3 separate regions of the Zea mays genome follow, and regions 1 and 3 are each linked to region 2. Evidence: chromatin contacts called from public Hi-C data. All regions are on one chromosome and are shown on one strand. The core of a region is the stretch at or near the end of the contact, and the rest is flanking DNA. Distances in the headings are between cores, read along the strand shown. Region 1 has its middle 70 kb from the start of LOC100191856. Region 2 holds the start of LOC100285564 (dihydroflavonol-4-reductase). Region 3 has its middle 80 kb from the start of LOC100285564.

Region 1 (2,896 bases), core at 78-2,577, 97 kb before region 2:
TATCTTTACCGTCCTGACGATCTATCCAACATTGGTTTCTAAGCAAGTTTTACTTTTAAAAAGTTGGTATTCATGACTTATTGACTTCTCTGAAGTGGTACTCGCTCCGATACCAGCTATGGCGAAACCGTCCAAATTATTCCAGCTTAAGTGGCCAAGTCATACCCTTAAAGGTAGCAACACACTTAAACCGGAATAACTCGTTAGTCCCTCGGATCTAGTCCGATAAAGCCACTTATCCAGGATCGAATACCACTAGCTCACTCGAAGGTGAGGCACAGAGAAATAAAATAAAGCATAATACCATAAATTAAGAAAGTATCATTAGTGATTACATTATCAGAGTTTCAGAAACAGTAACCAAAATTTTTAATGCAGCGGAAATAACTAACGGAGAAAACCGAGTAACATGGCGAAGCCTGGCCACACTACTCCTCCTGGTCCTCTCCTGTGGAAGCAATAACCCTCTCGACCATCTATCCTGGAAGCAATAACCCTCTCGACCATAATTTATAAGGACTGATTCTAAACTGAACTTAAGCAAACAATGCAATCTCTGGAATCTGTACTGAAATTGGACAGATTCAGTTACTGAACATGTGAAAAGCATAGCTTCTAAACGATCAGACTTATGGCTGTCAATTTTTAACACGAGCAAGATAATAAAGTTATGTACAACTTTTCTATATGATTTTTCTACAAAACACATATTTTACTTAACTAGATTACACGCACAACCAAAATTGTACACGCAGTAATTTTAGTTTGCTAGCACAAGAGCACTTAACTAAATCACCAAGCAAAATCATAGAGAGACACTATCACCAATTTCTCAAGTTCAAATCATTATGACTTAGTTATCAAGTTTCAATTTGTATCAGGACACTTAAGCATTTCACGAAATAGACACCAAGGGTGTCACACTGGAATGGATCCGAGATTAGGATAAATCTCCCAACATAACACGAAATAGACACCTAGGGTGTCACACTGGAATGGATCAAAAGGAGTTAAAATGTGCAACTTATATTTTTTTCTAATATTATGTGATTTACTTCTATGTTATAAATCATTTTCTAAAATTCTTTTTACTAAAAACAAGAGCTACGGACTGTTGTTACCATTCTAAAGAATACAGGGTAGCTTATAAATATCTTGGACTCTATCCCAATTATTTTACACATGCCAAGGACGGCATGTTAAAACCCTAGATCTGCAGGGGCTCTTAAGCAAAATAGACGGCTCGAAGGGGTACGGGTGAGCTAGGGCCATCCGATCAGACTCTGGTGGCTCAGATTAGAAGTTATATATACTAAACCGGTATGCAATCCGAGCCGCCCAACGAGCGATCGACGGCCCGGATTTTGAAACAACTAGATACTAACGCCGTCCCTCCATCTCCCGATCTCCGGTTTAGATCAAACCGACGCAGGGGTGATACTAGATCTAATCTCCAGTGCTCATTTTGTGATCAACGTACATAGGCCCGTCTCCCCCCCCCCCCCCCCCCCCCCCCCCCACAGCTCGGCAGGACAGTGGCACATGTCTTCCCTGCGGTGGCGTACCACCGGAGCCCATCCCAACGACACGATTCTCCGGCTAAACCCCAACGCAGGAGGTGCAACACAAGTAGAGCTTAATAGAAGATGATATAAGCTTCTTACTAGGGATGGGAGCCTCCGCAGAAGTCTGTCCGCGATGGGATTTCGGCTCGCCGACATCGTCCGACCATCGGTGAGAAATCGCCGATACCGTGGTTTCCATATTCACCCTGCTATGTGCCTCCTACGTGCGACACGATCAGCCGAACGCCCAGGACCACGCATAGAGGACATAAGGGCGGCGAGCGCTTGAATAGATCTCAGCGGTGTTCCCCGGCGAGCAGGACCAGTCGCACCGGCGCCGAGGTTAGCGAGGATGGCCCCGGCCTTTATACACGCATGCGGAGCCGGACTGCGAACGATCCCTCCTGCGTGGGGCCCACCAAATCGCAACTGACGCCAACAAATTCGGTCGAGCACGCGCGTGGGGTTAGTTGCAACCATCTGCGAGGTTCACGGTGAGGTTGGGGATGAATATGACACATGGGTCCCAATAGTCAGTGAGGGAGTCCAAACGCGCAGGTGCGGCTTCCGGCTGATGCGTGGGCCCATGTGGCAGTGGCTAGTGCGAGTGGGCGTGATAGAATCCGACCGCGCGGGGCTAATTGGGCCGCGCGCCCGTGGCTTTGGGCCCACGCAGGTATGGTTCTCCTTTCTTTTTGTTGTTTTGGTTTTTTTTCTTTTTATTTCTTTTTTTCTATTTTGATTTCCATATTTCGAATCAAACTCAAATAAAATTTGGATTTAAAATGCACAGCTAAGAAAAGTCCAGCATGGTTATGTAAAGTTTACTTCTATTTATTTATTATCTTGTTTTAGCTATTAAACAAACGTTCTCTTACTATGAAACTCATAAAATACACTAATCTAAAAAAAATCGAATATATCATCCTAGATCCTTTGGTGATTATTCTGTAGGCAATAATTCTAAATGTTTTTATTTGTGCACGAATTTCTGAATTTATTTCCTACTAAGAGATAGCTTCATAGGCACTATAGTGAATAATTTTACTCCCTAAACAATTTGGAATCTTTCTATTTTTCTCATTTAATCTCAGTTCAAAGTTTTAACTTCAAGTTTTGAACTACCAAAGTTTGAATATCACTATTTATTTCCTCTATACATTATAATGAAATAGACATTTTAGCTTAATCTTTTGGAGAGCCTTTATAATTCCAAAAATAAGATTTTGGGTGTTACACAAAACTTATGGACTAACTAGTTTGCCTAGTTGATCTTTTCTCAGGTACATAAAGTTCATATACATCTGTAAGGAAAATGGACCCTTAGGTCG
Region 2 (2,843 bases), core at 196-2,695:
AATCAGTGAAAAAGACAAAAAGTATTAAAAAACATCCACTGTGTGGCTCGAACCCACAACCACTTGTGCTTTACCGACTGAGCTAGACAAGTTTCATGTACACAACTAAGCTCGTCGCCAAGATCTATGGCGCCGAGCTCGATATCACGTCGCCAGCGCAGCACGTACCTCGGCGCCATAGCCTATGGCGTCGAGCTGTGTTACCTCGGCGCCATAGGCTACGGCGCCGAGCAAAGGGTCCAAAAATGACATTAAAATTTTCTAGTGTCTAAACGTGATTTTTTTCCGAGAAAGGACCAAAATGTAAAAAATTCGGTCTAGATGGTTATTGTTAGAGATAATGGTAGTCAAATAGAAGATGTATTTTTGGGTGGGTACGCAAAGGATGTAATGAGTATCCAAAAATGGATGGGTATTAGAGAAAATCCAAAAGAGATGCTAAAACAACCTCAAAATATTTTTTAAGAAAAAAGGACGATAACTCCTCTCCAACAGACGCCTATTGTTTTCCCATTTTTTCGCTTCCCCCGCATCGATAGCTTCCCTCCTGCATATTTGCGGGAACCAGGACTCTCCCTAATCCATTCGCGTGCGTCCGTAGCAGTGGTTTCCCGCGTCTTCTCGCCGTGTGCTTCCTCACTGATATGATATGATCCTCTCCGCCTTCCCTGTCCTGATATGATATGAACCTCTGCCAACTAATATAATATAGGATGTATCTGTATTTTGTTTTAGAAAACCGAATCAGAAACATAGGATTGTAGGTAACAAAAGTCTATCAGTTTAGATGTTTTGGAGTTAGCAAAGATTTGCGTCGGCAGGCACCGAGGATTCGTGCCGACGTGGACGTCGAGGGCCCAGCGATGCATCACCCACTGGCCACTGGTGGCTCCGATCCTTCAGCGCGTCGCACAAGGCCGCGACGTTTCCCTCCCTTTCACCGACCCCGCACGACACTGGCAAGTGGCATGAGCGGAGCCCCACCAAACAACTGCGACGTGTCCGGGCACGTGATCCCTGCTGTGCTTGCAGGGCACCATTTTTTCAGCGTGATTATTATTGCTAGTACTATTACCAGCAGTACAGAAACAGCTGCTGGTGGCTGGTGGCACTGGCAGTCATAAACAAGAGATTAGAGACGGCTTCCTGCACTATTACCTGTACCACACGTTTAACACAATAGGCAGAAAATGATAATGGGATGACGGTTCGCCGTTGGCATTTGTATTCAAGGTTGACAGACACACACACCAGGCGCGGTATCCACTGGTGGTGTTGGTCTTCGTCGCCGTCAAGGTCGTAGCACTCGCGTTTCACATGACGGCCTGGTGCGACCGCGACCGCCTTGAGACACCCGCGTTCTGTGCCATTTCCGCCCCTTCACCGTACCATTTCGTCCCGATTCCGCGGATAAATGCTTGCCCCTATTTGCTCAGCCCGCTCTCGGACGAACCCATTCACCCGTCCGGCCGTCCGTGCGCGGCGCACCCACCCGGCACCGGCACCAGCATCACCGCCCGCCCGGCGCCCGTCACGCTCGAGAGGAGGAGGAAGAAGAAGGGACTGGGCGACAGCGCGCGATGGCCGCCGTCGTGTGCGTCACCGGCGCCGGCGGCTTCATCGGCTCGTGGATCGTCAAGATCCTCCTCGCCCGCGGGTACGCCGTCCGGGGCACCTCCCGCCGCGAAGGTTGGTACGCGCTGGTCGCTGCCTGCTCCTCCCCTCCCTCCCTCTCTCTCCGTTGTCCGTTCCGTCTCCTCTCCTCCTCGCAATCCCAACAAAAGCGCCGGAATGTCTCTGACGTGACGGGTTGTCTTTGGCTGTCGCTTGTGGCGGCGGCTGGATCTCTCGAATCCCGACTCGGCTGGCGGCGCAGCTGCTGACCCCAAGAACGCGCACCTGTGGGCGCTCGACGGCGCGGCGGAGCGCCTCACCATGCTGCAGGTGGACCTGCTCGACCGCGCCAGCCTCCGCGCCGCCTTCCGCGGCTGCGACGGCGTCATCCACACCGCCTCGCCGATGCACGACAACCCCGTAAGCACCGCCGCCCGCCCGCCCGCCCGCCAATGACGAGACCTCGCCTCTTGCCCTCTCCTTGGAAGCAGTACAACACGAGAGCGCAAGGATTAAAACTGAAGCTTCTCATTCACCCCTGGCTTGCAGGAGGAGATCATCGAGCCGATTATCGCCGGGACGCGGAACGTCGTGGAGGCGGCGGCGGACGCCGGCGTGCGGCGCCTGGTGCTGTCCTCCACCATCGGCACCATGTACATGGACCCGCGCCGCGACCCCGACGCCCCGCTCGGCGACTCCAGCTGGAGCGACCTCGAGTACTGCAAGAGCACCGAGGTAAACAAAAAACTCTCGCCCGGCCTGCGAATCAATTAGTACAAAAGAAAGAACCCCCGCTCCGGCGCGCGGCCAGTCCTGAGTCCTGACGCCGTTGGAATGAATGAATTCTCACAGAACTGGTACTGCTACGCAAAGACGGTGGCGGAGCAGGGCGCGTGGGAGGCGGCGCGGGCGCGGGGGCTGGACCTGGCGGTGGTCATCCCGGTGGTGGTGCTCGGCGAGCTGCTGCAGCCCAGTATGAACACCAGCACCCTGCACATCCTCAAGTACCTCACGGGACAGACAAAGGAGTACGTCAACGAGTCGCACGCCTACGTGCACGTCAGGGACGCCGCCGAGGCGCACGTCAGGGTGCTGGAGGCGCCCGGAGCCGGCGGCCGCCGGTACGTCTGCGCCGAGCGCACCCTGCACCGCGGCGAGCTCTGCCGCATCCTCGCCGGACTCTTCCCGGAGTACCCTATTCCGACAAGGTATGGGCATTTTAATAATGG
Region 3 (2,808 bases), core at 69-2,568, 81 kb before region 2:
GTTTGGTGAAGGCTTCTGTCGCATGGCGCACCGGACAGTCCGGTGCGCCACCGGACACTGTCCGGTGCGCCAGCCACGTCACCTGGCCGTTGGGTTCCGACCGTTGGAGCTCTGTCTTGTGGGCCCGCCTGCCTGTCCGGTGGTGCACCGGACAAGTCCTGTAGACTGTCCGGTGTGCCACCCGCGCGTGCTCTGTCCTCTGCGCGCGCAGGCGCGCATTTAATGCGTTGCAGTCTACCGTTGCGCGTGAAGTAGCCGTTGCTCCGCTGGCTCACCGGACAGTCCGGTGTTACACCGGATAGTTCGGTGAATTTTAGCGGAGCGGATTCCCGAAGCTAGCGAGTTCAGAGTCGCTCTCCCTTGGGGCACCGGACAGTCCGGTGAATTATAGCGAAGCGCCTCCGAGAATTCCCGAAGGTGAAGAGTTCAGCTTGGAGTCCCCTGGTGCACCAGACACTGTCCGGTGGCACACCGGACAGTCCGATGCGCCAGACCAGGGAGCACTTCGGTTGTCCCTTGCTCTCTTGTTTGAACCATTTTCTTGGTTTTTTTATTGGCTTATTGTGAACCTTTGGCACCTGTAGAACTTATAGACTAGAGCAAACTAGTTAGTCTAATTATTTGTGTTGGGCAATTCAAACAACAAAATCAATTAGGAAATAGGTGTATGCCTAATTCCCTTTTAGTAGCAATACAAACAAACATGGTATAGACAAAATTAATATCACACCAAACATAAGGACAAACTCCATAATAATATCCTACGTGATGCTACGAGATCGTGGGATCGAGAACCACTAAATTCGGAGTTACAGTTATAAAGTTATGATTTTCTAAAGATTTAGGAGTTTGGTACAAAAGAAATTAAGTACATAATTTAAATTTATGTTTCATAACAAAATAAAGTTACCAGGAGATAAACAATATTATTATGGATTTATTGCAATTGGAATGGATCAAAAAGGAGTTAAAATGTTCAAGTTATGATTTTTTGAAGTTTTATGGGTGATAAGGGCTAATTTGCAAATACCCGGGATCTAACCGTAATCGAATTAAACCTGAGAGGGATGGCGGGTTTATTTTTCAAAAGGTTAGGGGCTCTTTAGCAAAGTTCCACGGCGAAGGGGTATGGACATCACACAGCCGCCCGATCCGATCCGGACGACCCGGATTAGATTAATACTTTAACCATCCAGTATTGAATCCGGATTGCAGGATTCAAAACCAACGGTCCAGATTTTAAATAGCTGAGAACTACTCGCGTTCACTTCATCGGAATCCAACGGTGCGCGTTCTGCCGGCCGAAACGTTACCCAAGCTATGTTCTTGATCACTGATCGTTCATCCGACGGCTAGAAGCTTTCCTCCCTACCCACGGTCAGCCCGCGGCAGCGCACAGGCCACCAGCGGCGGCGCCATCGCCGACGAACATGCGCCGAGGCAGCAGATCCCCAAACACAAGAACGATCGGTGCTATTTGACGAGGAGATTAATGTGAACACGAATGGGGCACCTACCGGAGATAGACGACGGCGCGCGCTGGCCAAAGCGACCGTGGCTTTGCAGCGAGGTACACGCTCCGACGAGCAATTTGCCCAGTTCCTCCCGAAAGCCGCCACCAATCACGCTGCCGAGACTTCCGCCGAGCTTCACGAAACCCCCGAGCGACTTATCGCGGCCAATGGTGAAGCTTGCCTTGACACCAGCGGTGGTGCTGCTACTCTTCACCCTCACGCTCCCATCTGCTCACCACGACGGCTGTAATGGAAACCGGGGCCATGGCGACCTTTATAGACGTTGGGAGGAGCAAGTCCGATCCGAGAAGATCAGTCACGGAAGAATCCAATGCCAGCTTGCGTTGAGCGGATCTCGGTGAGGTTGTTGCGCCCGAAGCTCTGTTGTGTGGGGAAGAAACGGCTGACAGGAGGGCCCCGTATCACAGCGTCCAACGGATCGACGTGCATGGCCGAAAGGTCACCGACAAGGCGGACCCATGAGTCAGCCTGGCTGTGTGAATCGGCCGCGTAGCAGGGCGTTATGGTGAACTGGGCCGAGCGCGCGTATGGTAGTGGGCCAAGGGGAAATTTCGGCCCAGTCGCAGAGATAAGTTTCTCTTTTCTTTTTTTTTCTTTTTCTATTGTTTTTTCAAATTCCAATTTGATTCAAGCTTTAAACTTAAAATTTCGAAAATACTTAGGACTAGGGTTTTAACATGTTTTTGCATAAGTTTTCATTTATTTCTACTGTGTTTATTTAAATATTTTAAACTACCTAGTTAATGAAAGAAATATCCCACTTGTTTTATCACACATGAGAAATCTTATTGTGATTATATATCTAAATCACATGTTTTAAAGACACAATTACATAATTTTGATACTAAAGTATAGTCTTATCTCATCATATCTAGAGAATATTTCTAATTATTTAATCCAAAAGAAGAGTCTAACACATAAACCAAGTATAATTTAATTTCTAAGTATCTTTTATTTTAATCTTTTATTTAGGCAATATATTTATTTTGGGACATTTTTAATTATTGATGTTATAATTTCCAAAGTGGAATTTTCGGTGTTACATATTTGGCATACAAATAAATGTCCATCAATAGTCTTCGTGAATAAAGTAGGATCGGCTTCCCAATTTTAAATGAATTTGCAATAAGGAAACCTCTTAGGCATTCATACCATGCTTTAGGTGCTTGCTCTTCGTCTTCCTCCAGGCAAATGCCGACGTGTTCGCATGGGAGCCGTCACAGATGCCTGGGATCCCCATGGAGGTGATCGAGCACCATCTGAAGATCCACCC

What was found. A called contact is a pair of places that touch in the nucleus more often than the background predicts.
Region 1: a Hi-C map of leaf shows a contact between it and region 2, with 4 times the contacts expected there. The contact joins the enhancer-like site here to the promoter of LOC100285564 in region 2. A contact is called at or near these places in 4 of 25 Hi-C or Micro-C datasets (leaf and leaf mesophyll).
Region 3: a Hi-C map of endosperm shows a contact between it and region 2, with 5 times the contacts expected there. The contact joins the enhancer-like site here to the promoter of LOC100285564 in region 2. A contact is called at or near these places in 7 of 25 Hi-C or Micro-C datasets (bundle sheath, endosperm, leaf and 2 more).

The regions. Positions count from the first base shown.
Region 1 is chr5:94,365,909-94,368,804 of Zm-B73-REFERENCE-NAM-5.0, forward strand. No RefSeq gene overlaps it. Among protein-coding and RNA genes, the nearest start is that of LOC100191856, 70 kb to the left of the region's middle. Within about 2 kb of position 1,328, at least 17 of the 20 cell types and tissues checked have an H3K27ac peak or open chromatin away from gene starts, as enhancers often do. A contact at or near this core is called in leaf and leaf mesophyll, where this site is marked.
Region 2 is chr5:94,462,668-94,465,510 of Zm-B73-REFERENCE-NAM-5.0, forward strand. It overlaps LOC100285564 (dihydroflavonol-4-reductase), which reads left to right and starts at 1,446. Exons shown (of 6, transcript NM_001158455.2): 1 at 1,446-1,689; 2 at 1,877-2,034; 3 at 2,164-2,349; 4 at 2,467-2,822. The coding sequence starts at 1,581. The region is part of intron 4 of LOC118472037 (a long non-coding RNA gene); the gene reads right to left.
Region 3 is chr5:94,382,268-94,385,075 of Zm-B73-REFERENCE-NAM-5.0, forward strand. No RefSeq gene overlaps it. Among protein-coding and RNA genes, the nearest start is that of LOC100285564, 80 kb to the right of the region's middle. Within about 2 kb of position 1,319, at least 17 of the 20 cell types and tissues checked have an H3K27ac peak or open chromatin away from gene starts, as enhancers often do. A contact at or near this core is called in bundle sheath, endosperm, leaf and 2 more, where this site is marked.